Linked DNA regions of Gossypium hirsutum: region 1 is linked to region 2. The links are chromatin contacts, called in public Hi-C maps. All regions are on one chromosome and are shown on one strand. The core of a region is the stretch at or near the end of the contact, and the rest is flanking DNA. Distances in the headings are between cores, read along the strand shown. Region 1 overlaps LOC107913400. Region 2 holds the start of LOC107913396 (IMPACT family member in pol 5'region).

The links. A called contact is a pair of places that touch in the nucleus more often than the background predicts.
Region 1: a Hi-C map of leaf shows a contact between it and region 2, with 4 times the contacts expected there. The contact joins the enhancer-like site here to the promoter of LOC107913396 in region 2. A contact is called at or near these places in 12 of 34 Hi-C or Micro-C datasets (anther, callus, hypocotyl and 2 more).

Annotation. Positions count from the first base shown.
Region 1 is chrD11:32,142,227-32,148,760 of Gossypium_hirsutum_v2.1, reverse strand. LOC107913400 reads left to right here. Exons shown (of 23, transcript XM_016841970.2): 16 at 491-658; 17 at 813-918; 18 at 1,352-1,489; 19 at 2,307-2,465; 20 at 2,547-2,747; 21 at 3,093-3,287; 22 at 3,367-3,438; 23 at 3,589-3,963. The coding sequence ends at 3,711. Among protein-coding and RNA genes, the nearest start is that of LOC107913400, 10 kb to the left of the region's middle. Within about 2 kb of position 4,065, at least 4 of the 9 cell types and tissues checked have an H3K27ac peak or open chromatin away from gene starts, as enhancers often do.
Region 2 is chrD11:32,005,581-32,011,381 of Gossypium_hirsutum_v2.1, reverse strand. It overlaps LOC107913396 (IMPACT family member in pol 5'region), which reads left to right and starts at 3,756. Exons shown (of 5, transcript XM_041104045.1): 1 at 3,756-4,177; 2 at 4,255-4,370; 3 at 4,452-4,557; 4 at 4,654-4,707; 5 at 5,570-5,801. The coding sequence starts at 3,875. The coding sequence ends at 5,728.

The sequences.
Region 1 (6,534 bases), core at 2,816-5,315, 140 kb before region 2:
TTTCTTTTCCCTTCCACTTGTTGATCTATTAAGACTGCATATGCTCCAATATGTTGAAATTTCTTTGCACCTGAGGTTATGCACTTAAACTTGTGAGCTAATGCTGGACATGGATATGTGTCTAGTGAGGGTGTTTTAAGTTTTATTCCCATTTGTCCTTTGGAAGGTGATGACTCCGTACCCATGTCATGTCCACTTTGAGAAGTCGTAGCAACATAGAATCTAGAGTTTCCTGTTTAGCTAATTTGCATTAAAAGTTTCGTAACATTAGTTTGAAAAATAAAAGAAAGAAGAGAATGCAAATCTATTGAAGGAGGAAGGTTCAAATAGAAAAGGGTTAAAGGTAGATGACTGGAGCTCTTAAATATTCTTAGAATTACTTGGTATTTAGGTTTGTCCCCTGTACTTGTATTTTTCTGGATTTGCTTTTTGACTGCTTCAATTCTTCTGTACTAATATTTGTTGCTACTCTATCTTCTACTTTTTGCAGTTTTATAGACCTTCCAAATCTTTCTGTACCCATATACAGTGCAGATCTTTGCAGTAGATTGCGAGCATTTCTTGTTTCATGCCCCCCTCCTGGCCCCTCTCGTCCTGTAATAGAACTTGTTATTGCAACAGCAGACTTTCAAAGAGATCTGTCTTCCTCAAATATTAAGTAAAGATCTTACTTCTTTTAGCTCATATATATTATGAACTTGTTCTATTCGGTGACCCAAAAAAAAAAACAATTGTTCTAGTCTATAATTTCTATTGTTTCAAAATACTTTCTGTTGTTTTCCGTTCTTCTCTGATCTTATAACATTTTTCAGACCTGTTAAAGGGGGAGTCGAGGCAAAAGAACTATTTCACTCTTATATAACATGTTGGATTGAAGAGAAGCGCCATTCTTTACTTGATTCATGCAAGCTAGATAAGGTACAAATTTCATGTTGCAGACTTGCATTACTGCATTATGAAGTTCATGGAAAAAGGCCCTATCTAGGAAAGGTCAAAAACAGATGTGCATTCTTTACTTGAGTTTTTAATGGTTCAGACCAAGTAATTCTTGGACACTTGTGCATTGTTTGCTTTTATTTGATTAAGAAAACCACTGTCGGTATTGCTTGGAAAACAATTTGGGATCCTCACATTTTACCCTGATGGGTTGAACTTTCGTTCTTTGTGGTTTGATCTAAGCAGTTCATCATTCATTAGCATTCTGAATATATATATGTATATGTATATGTGTGTGTATGCGGACTGCCTAGGCCAGAGAATTGCCAAGTGTGCATGACTAATTAAAATTGATTGTAAGCCAAGGTTTTGTATTTTCCCCACTCAAAGGCAATTTTCTTGAAATTGGTTGCAGGTTAAATGTTCTGATATTAAAACATCACAATCAACAACTCCTTTCATAGATGATATGTATGATCGGCTAACAGAGACATTGAATGAATATGAAATTATCATTTCTCGCTGGCCAGAATTCACAATCATCTTGGAAAATGTACGTCGTTCTGACCTTTTGTTTTGTTATGATATATTTGACTGTTGCTACAGATTTTTAGAATTATGTAATACAGGAATGACATATAGAATTAAAAAAAATGAACCCAACAATATTTCATAAAATGGACCTGAAACTACAAAATAACATGTTACCTAGTTTCATGACAGTATCAGTTTTCAGGGGAATTTTGTACTTCTGATTTTGAGCCTTAAGTTAGGTTCTTGCTTAATATGACATCTTACTATTATTATGGTATTAGATTTACAACTTTTTTATGCCAATCTATCATTTTTGCTAGTTAATTAGAAGTTACCTAAAGAATTGTGATTAATATATAATATACAAAAGCACAAATTTGGAGAAACTTTTGATGTGTTGGGAATATCTTTTATTCTTCATTATATTATTAAATTAGTTTTAGCATATAACAAACGTAATATCAATTAATTAATAGTAAATAAAATTATAGTAACATTTAATTAGATTTTTTTGAATTACGTAAGTGTTTAGCGAGAAGATGAGTTTAGTTGTTTTTGAAATAGTGCAGTTGTTTTAATCCAAATTAAACATAAATAAAATCAAATTGTAGGTATTCAAAGTTGGTTTTATTGAACTATACAACGTATTAAACCATAAATTCGTAACAATAAATTTGGTCCCAAAAACAGTTATTACTTTTAGTTATATATCAATTAAAATTAATATTTAGCATTATAAATAGCATCCATCACATAACAACTATAAACATGTGTTTAATCTGCTTTATGCTAACCAAACCTGTTTATGTCTCGTTGCTACTTGTTGCTATGAAAAGGCTGTAGCAGATGTTGAGAAAGCCATTATTAAAGCTTTAGAGAGACAATATGCTGATGTTCTAGCTCCACTGAAGGATGGCCTTGCTCCTAAGATAATTGGCAAATATGTTCAGAAATTCACCAAAGGAACTGCTGTCATCTACGTTGTTCCGGATGAGGTAAAGTTTTCTTCACGCATTTTTTCTGATTTGTCCGGTTTTTACCCCCTAACAACTAAAGAAAAATAATTATTTTTTCAGTTGGGAGTTCTTTTGAATTCCATGAAAAGGATACTTTTTGTACTGCATCCCAAGATAGAAACCAAGCTGAAGTCATGGTGTCCTTGCACTCCACCTGGTGGAAATGCAATTCCAGGAGAGCGTCTCAGTGAAATTACAGTAATGCTGAGGGCTGACTTCAGAAACCATATTCAAGCAATAGTGGAGAAACTTGCAGAGAATGTGAGTATCCTCTAGTACGCAGTGGAATCTATTATTGGTTTCATATCATGCTTTTGAGATTTCCAACGTCTGTGATTCTGGACTCGTTTTGTTTATTATGCAGTAGAATCTAGTACACAGTATTATCTCCTTGCTTTTGTTCTGAGTCTCTAATTTCCAGCTTTTCTTTTCTTCTTTCTTTTTTAAATAATTTTTTCGGATAATAGTATGAAGATTACACATTCCTAGTTTAATATTTAGATGCATTGTTAGCATCCTGGAATATGTGAATGCACAAGTATTTACATATTATATCCACTGTTTTGTTAAAGATATTCTCATGCTTCTATTTCTTTATTTTTATAGACAAAAGTTCAGACTGCTACAAAATTGAAGAAGATAATCCAAGACTCAAAGGAAACTGTTGTTGAGTCGGATGTAAGAAGTAGAATGCAGCCTTTGAAAGATCTTTTGATAAATACGATAGAGAACCTCCATTCTGTTTTTGAGCCACATGTGTTCATAACCGTCCTTCGAAATTTTTGGGACCGGATGGGACAGGTAGAACTGGCGAATATCTTCATATCCTTAATTTAAAATCATGCAAACGTATATAACATTTTTTTTCTATTTCTTACAGGATGTTCTACACTTTATGGAAAACCGAAGAGAGAACATGTCCTGGTATAAGGGCTTAAGGATTGCGATTTCGGTAAGTCTCTCCTCGACCAGTGAACATTCTGATATAAATTTGGATCCCTCGGACAAACACTTGAACTTTGTCATTTCTATATATGGTATTAACCGATTGTTCGTTAGCCTTGGTAGTTTACATGTTATTGAAAGCATTGCTAAACTGCAGGTGTTGGACGAAATCTTTGCGGCACAGATGCAGAAGTTGCTAGGGAATGCACTCCAGGAAAAAGATTTGGAGCCACCTCCATCTGTGATAGAAGTGCGGTCGATGTTTGCGAGGATTTTGTAAATTATGAGAAGTATGTATCTGCCTGTACAGATTTAGTCGAATTACACACTGCTTGGAAAGGAATGACTACCAGAAGCGATGGTTTTCAGAAATTTTGTAGAGGTCTCCATTGGAGGCCATCATTTCTTTGCCTTTTGTTTTTGTGGAAGAAATGTATGAAATTTTGGGAAGTCAGAGATTTGATATCCATTTTCCTACAGTCTTGTAACCAGCTAACTAGCAAAGGAAAACTAAGGTGGTGTTAGTTTTTTACGTCTCCTTAGGTTTTGGAATTAATCATGATAAGGCAGCCAGGAGCTAAAAGTTGAAAATGAAAGCAGTCAGGACCATATCATTCGATTCAAGCCTTACGAATCGAGGGAAAGAAGTCATTGCGGGGGACTGAATTTTTGACGACGCAAAGCCTTGGGATAAAGTTTGGTACAAGGTCCTATACCATATAAAAAATTTCTTGAACTGTTTTATCGTCTGACATGGCGTAACGGTGATTGTGGTATTAAATCAAATTAAAAAGAAATGGTGGCAGATTGTAATTAATAAAATTGAAAACAATTTAGGGGGTAAAAGCAAAATTGGTTTCTTATAATTTTTTCCTCTAAATTGTTGTTTAGCTTGATGCAGTTCCAAATGTGGAGAAATTAAAATTTCAGGTTTTCAATTCTCTAGGAATTAAGATATTCTCTAAAATAAACTTTATGATGTGATACAATATTTAAATATCAGAATTTCCAATATAAATTATTTTTATATTAAATTAAAATCCGGAATAACCTAATTTTATACCGGAAAGTTGCCAAGTTGTCATCCATGAAAAAAAGAAATTTACTTTCCTGCCGTTTGTAAGTTAGTAATGAAGTTTTTCTCAAGAGAAGTTCATAAACCCCTTTACTAATTTGGATCTCCTTCCGTAATTAAAATATACATACCAATTAGATCAATAAAATCTTAAATTAACCATTCAACCTAAGCTTTACTCTAACCTTTTTTTATATATTTTTATTTCAACATGTATCATTTATTACTTCCATCAGTTCTATATGTATACTATTATTAAGTCCCTGACACCATTTCAACTGTGAAATTACTAAAATACCCTTACCTTAAAGGGTAATTAATATTACTATAAGGGTATTTTTATCTTTTCATACATTTATATAATTTTCAAATAAAATAATTGAGAAACAATATTTGAGAATCAGACACAAAACCAACAAATTCATATAAAAAAACCTTACTACTCTACTAAGGCCCTGTTCTTCATTGCGCTTGGGAAGCTAAAAGTGCTTTTTCACCGTAGAAACAATGAAACACCTAGCTTTTGGGGTCAAAATTTGTGGTGGAAAAGTGTTTTTCCACCCAATTACAAAAGCTAAGATTTAAGTGTTTTTAATTTTTACATTTGGAAGTAAAAATTATCAAAATATCTTTATTTATATTAAATCTTAAAAGTATATAAAAAATAAGATTAATTTATATTTTATGCATCATTATTTTAAATTATTTAAATATGATTTATTATATTTAAGTTTTTAAATATTTTATGTGCCATTAATTTTACAAATGATTTATATCAATTATTTAAAAAGTCTTTAAAATTTATACTTCATGTACCACTATATTAAATTATTAAAATATTATTAAATAATTAAAAAAGAATATAGAATAATATGAAATATCTGTTACATACAATCCATTATCGCAAGATTTGGACATTTGGGTGAAAGGGATAGTGGAAGAACGAGATTCTGAATTTTGGAGGGAATTGCCACAGTTGATTAAAAGGAGTCATCAATTTTCGTTTCTAGTCCCATCATCTTTTTCTTTTAATGTTTCTATCCAATTGTTTGAGATTGGGGATTATAATGCCTTTGTGATCCGATTCTGTTGGTGCAATTATCACAGTTGGTAGGTGCTTTTTTTTAAATACAATTAATTTTTTTGGTTGGGTAGTTAAATGTTGGTGGTTTTATCCTTGAGCCTCAGATTCGATTTCCATCCCACTCATATTTATATTTTTATTTCATGTTGTTTTAAGTTTCTTCTTCTTCTTTTTTTAATGAATGTTTTTAACATATTAGCTTTCTTAATTGAATGGTTAAATAATAATGATTTCATCATTAAGATCCAGGTTTAATTTCCCTTTTCTAAACACATTTGTAATTTTTATTTCATACTACTTCAAGTTTTTTTATTTTTAATTAATAAATATTTTTTTAATTTTTTTATTTTAATTCATCTTTTTAATTAACAACTCTTTTATTTATAAAATCAAATAATAAATATGTAATTATATAATAAATATATATTTTACATATATCATTATGTTAAAAATATTTGAAATTAATAATAACTCTATATATATAATATAAACATCAACTATTTTTTTGATATATTTTTCTTTATATATAATATTTATATGTCAAATATTTATTTTCTCCACGTATATTGTGGGTATGGTGATTTCTAATATTATAAAATGAAATAATTGTTTTTTCATCTTGTGAGTATTATATTTCAAATATTTTTATATGTGAAATATTTCAATTAATTATTTGAAATACCATTATGTTTATATGTGAAATATTTTAAATACACATACAAAAATATTTACTACACTCATGATATGGATTGAAAAATAAGTATTACACATATAAAAATTATATTTACTAAAGATAATCATATTTGTAATAATTATTTGATTTTATGAATAAAATATTTATTAATTAAAAAGATGAATTAAAATTGAAAAAAAAATTATTAATTAAAAAAAACTTGAAACAATATTAAATAAAAATTAAAAATGTGTCTAGAAAAGGGGAATTG
Region 2 (5,801 bases), core at 2,507-5,006:
AGATCCTCCTTTTATTTCATTATTTCAATAATAATATCGCATGCAAAATCATCGTCGACCACTTTTATTATTCGGTTCCACATTTTCTCAAATTGACATAACTTATCGAAATCTCTTATTTTCACTATTTTAATCTTTAGTTTCAGGTACCTGAATCTCTTATGCAGTTTTATTTATTAGTTATGTCTTGGGTTTCTTCTAGAGCACCCGCCTCCACTATATGATCATTTAGAATAATTTTCATCTTTAGAACCGATCAATCTATTATTTATTTTAACTGATTGTCCAACTGGGACTTTGACTTCAAATTAAAATATTAGATGGTATATAACACTTAGTTATTCTCATTAAGTTTGTAAATACATCTAACAATTAACTTGTAATGAGTTATCCTTATTGAACTTCTGGTTCAAATTACTCTCCCCTTAACTCATTACAAGTTATTATTTCTCTCCCCCTATTGTCAAGAAAACTATCAAATCAAAATTGTAATCACAAATGATGTCATAATTGAATCTCGAATACATTCAAAACATTTAATAATATAAAGAAATTTGTAATTAATATATATTCCCAACTTTCTTTGAGGATTCACTCATCTTTGTGCGTTGTGGTGGAGCAATTGGAACATATACGCACATCCAAAAATTGTAAGATGAGAAATATTTGGCTCTTGACCAAAAATCAATTATAATGGGGAGTATTTATAATTTATTGGTTTGATGCGTACAACACGTAAATCAACATAATCTCATGTTAAAATAGGAAGTTTAGTTCTCATAAGTAATAGTTTAAACATTAATCAAAGGTGTTCAATTAATAATTTCTCTAAACCATTATGCGCATAAATAATAAACTTTTACAAAAAATTTTCAAACTCAATCAATAAAAGACTGAGATATAAACTCATCAGTATTAGCAAGATGAATTGTCTTAATTGCATTATCTTAAATTAATTATTTAAACAATCAATCTTGCAAACGACAAATTGCAAATTGATAACACATATGTGATTATTTTGTAAATGCATCTACTAAAATCATATAATATCAAAATTATCCACATGGTGGATGAATAGGCCCATATTCATTTCAGAAATGTAAGACATTAAATCTCAACTTTAGCTAGAGAGTTGCTAATAATTAATTTTTCATTGAGAACAAGCAACATATAAGAATTCTTTTAAATTAAAGAATCTTCTGGTTCTTTAATGAATGTCCATATGAGTTCTTAATTAATTTTCGCATCATATATAATCTAGAATGGTCTAACTGGTCACGCCAAGTAGTAAATGTATTTGTATCAGTAAACTTCTGGTTTACTTTAACATGCATTTCAATTGTACTAAATTGTAACAAATTGATAATTTTATTATCATTCTTTTTACTTTGTTTCCACATATAAGTGCTATTGTGACATTTACTATTGAAAATGTCTAAATCAATGTGAATATTATAATGTCACTAAGTCAACAAAATATATATAATTTTCAAATAATTATATCAATATTCACTTCAGGGAATATATCAAAATCTTCAAATATTTAAAAAAATTTTACAACTTCAGGTGCATCCAACCATAACAACCTTTAGATAGAATTATCGTATTTTATTGCTCATAAATAGATCTTTCACAGTCAAATAATTTGCTTCCAACCCCTTAATGGAGATGATGACAAAGGAAGATCATAAAGATTATAAAATAAATATAAATTAATAACACAGTCCTCTTTTTTTCATCCTTTCAAAATAAATATTTATAACAATAGTGATTCATATGAAATATAATATTTTCCTCATTCACAATCTCAATATAAGATCCATTATAAATATCTTTTAAAACCAATGGATTAACCATCATAAAATATTAATATATTAGCTCTTCTAAAACTTTCGTCTAATTTTGTACTATCAAATATTAAAATAATATTTGTTTGTTTTAGTGCTAAATAAGATAAATTCTTTCTATATATAATGATAGAGTTTATTACAACATTCTCATATCCTTCCTCAAAGAATATTAACAAAAATAAAATATTTTAGGCAAAAGCCATATATGTAGCAAATAATCTTTCAGATCACGCTGATAACGTGTTATAAAATAAAGAGAGATGGAGAGAATAAAGAACAAAGGAAATATGAAAGCAATAGAGAATGTCCTTTATTGATAAAAAGGGTGATTACAATGCTTCATCAGAGTCTCTATTTATAGACATAAGAAGTATAAAAGAAATAGAGATTAATTCTAATAGCTATTAGAATTTAAAGTACATTAAAAGTTTATCTTGATCATGATGGACATCCACTTAATAAGATATTCATAACAATATTTATTTATTCGTAATTTATTACTCTTCCAATTTTGTGTACAAAGTTTAAAAATCTCATATTTCTAATTATTTATTATCATAACTTAAATTATAAATATTTGCTTCAACTTAATTTGTAATTTTTCATCCGCTTGAAACAAAAACCCAATGTCACTACATTAAGTTTGGACAGGTGTTTAAAGAGATCCATTTGGGATTGTTTCTAACTATAGATATGTATTATAGATTATAAAATTAATAAAGGTAACTTTTCGTGTACCAAACAAATATTTTTAACAGATAAATTTATATATCCCATCAAAATATCAAAACAAGTTAAATTTTAAAAACAAAACGTAATAAAGGTATTAATAACTATTAAATATCAAATTAATACATATTACAGGTGTTAGGGCCCCTTGTATCTCTTGCATCCGCAAGTTCATTGGAAACAGGGTAACGATTACAAGTACCTTTAACATTCTTGGGTGTTGAACTCACAGTAAAAAATTTAAAACCCTTGTTTATGTGTTTTTGTAGCATTTTAATATTTAAACCAATTTCCACACTCAAGGTTCTTTTAAAATCCTACAAAACTAAATCTTAGACTATCTTTAAAGAAAATCTCGAAAATTTAAATAAATATTGACATCTATATATGTCAAGGTCTGTTTAGAAACCCTTACCTAACTCAATCTTTAAACAATATTCTTAAATAGGAGGTGAAAATCTCCAAAATTTAAAGTGATCTTATCATTGTATACATAGCTTATCTCACTTGTTTATTTGCACAAAAATCTAAAAATTTATCTTATATAAATATATATATATTCCATACTAACCCAAGAAATTCAAAATCCTTATAAATGTTATAATGGTTGCCTCCTTATTACAATTAGATTAAGGACATGTCGTTGGTAGCACTTTGAACAGCTTACAAACTCTTTAATTTGAGATATTCAAGGCTTCGAAATGTGATTGAGAAGAAATTTGTTGATCTAAAAAAATATTTCCGCTATTAACATCACCTTATTATAATATAAAAAAAAGGTTGTATGGTACTAACATGTTGCTTATTTCATAACTTCAATCATTAAGTGGAATTGAGATGATCCATGTGCTTCGAAAAGTACATGAAAAAAGAATATCTTGATAATATTAATGATGTAGATTAAAATTCAGATGATGATTAACTTGATCAATTACCAACAAATGATAATAATGAGCATATATTAAATATTAAAGAGTGAATAACCCAACAAATATACACTAGAATAATTAGATAAAATTGTATTAATTTTTTATTACATTCAAATTAATTGTTATTAATTGTTTATTAAATTTATTAGTGTAATATTTTAAAATAAAAAAACTCGCTTAATAGAGGAACTAAATTTCGAAAAATAAAAATATATAGATTAAATTTTAATAAGAAAAATAGTAAAATGGTTGTTGCAACGTCTCGTTTAAATACGAGTGGACTACCTTTTGAAACGGCTGCCGGAGTACGAAAAAGGCTTGTTTGTCACTGATTTTATTGAAACGAAAAGAACCAAAAACAAGCAAATGCCAGTTGTAATAACAACACCTGGCTATCGCTACTGCCACAAGGTCAACCACTGCCTCTCCGCCTCAATTTCCGCCCTCTACACCGCCAAAAAACCAATGGTCACTACCGCCAGCAGCTCCGGCACCCCCAGCAACGCAGGCGCCTTCACCACCATTAAAGAAACAGTAACATTCGAAAAAGAAATAAAAAAGAGCAAATTCATCGCCATCGCTGGTCCCATCTCTAACGAGCAGTCCGCTCACTCTTTCCTCAACCAAGTCAAGGATCCGCGTGCCACTCACAATTGTTGGGCTTACAAGGTAATCTAATATGACACCACGCTTTTCTATCATCTCATTCATCTTACCTCATAATTGACCTATCAAAAGTTTAATAGGTTGGGGATCAGTATCGGTCGAATGATGACGGCGAACCTTCTGGAACGGCGGGGAAGCCGATTCATTCTGCAATTGTTTCTTCAGGTTTAGACAGAATCATGGTGGTCGTTATTAGGTATATTTATTTACTTTTGACATATATTGCCATGATCAAAATTGAAGGGACAAATAACATGAATCTTCAAATAAATTTCAGGTATTTTGGGGGAATTAAATTGGGAACGGGAGGACTTGTTAGGGCTTATGGTGGAGTGGCCTCGGAATGCTTGAGAAATGCTCCAACTTGTCTTGTAAAATCTAAAGTAAGAATGGAAATAATCTATGTATGACAATTTTAATTTTTAAATTTTATGATTTTAATATTTGGAAATGTTGATATTTGATTGGAATTTTTGAAGGTTCCAATGGGAGTGGAGGTTCCTTTCGATCTTTTGGGAGTTCTATACCATCAAGTGAGCAATTTTTTCCCTGTTTAAATTAGTCCTTCTAAATGCCAAGTAAATTGATATTTTATGGTTAGTGTTTAGTGTCTGTTAGTTGTTTGCATATAATGTTTACAAATAAAAAGTAGAAAAATTTTATGCTTCTTTTATATAAATTTCTCTTAATGTGGTTTCTCATCCAATTATTGGCTTATCGCCGTCAGATTGTGTTGGTTATGTAATTTAGTTTCTGATCCGATTAGCATGATTGGAATGTGTGTGGTTGTAGTTTCTCATCTGATTATCACCATTAGGATGTGTATGAATAATGATTGTAACATCCTTGGATGCCGCTTGCTTGTTTCTCTAGTGACATGTCCCTTTAGTAACAAGTCAATTTTTTCATGTCTATTTGTAAGTGTTAGTTTCAGTTCATCTGAGTCATATTGTGACCTCGAATGAATCATTTTCTGGAACCAGCATGTTACAAAGTAGGTTGTAAACTAAGGATTACAGATGCTGTGATTTGGATCCCAGATTATGTGAATACCACCTCTTAAGGGTAATTGCATGAACCAACCGAGTTAAACTCTGGGTTCAAAAGAATGGTATCTCTTAATTAGGGATAAGATGATTTTAAACTATTTATTTAACTTTTGGGGATCAAAACAAGCTATATAATTCTCTCCCATTTTATGCCTTCTTTTTATTTGCTCTCAACTTTATATTTATATTTGGTTTTAGTTATGTAGAGGTGATAACTAATTAAAATTGGTGTATGTAAGTTGCATTGTTGAAATTCTTCTAATATTTTGTTACTCTCGTTGTCTTTGCCCTAGAAAGTGGACCTTCAAAATGTATCACATGGTAACCTTGTTCTTCTTTGCTGCAGTTACAATCTTTCGAAGTTGAGGACATCAAACAGGATTATGATACAGGCAAAGATGGGACCACCATGGTTTCCTTCAAGGTTGAATTCGATCGATCTGAGAAACTAGAAGAGGCTATCAAAGCCAACTGTAGTAGAGAACTCGTATTTTATAAGCATTGAAACTGACTTCACACTTCACCGAAAAGATAGATCCTGTCTACAAAATTTCCCAGCTTTGGTTCAACCGATTTAA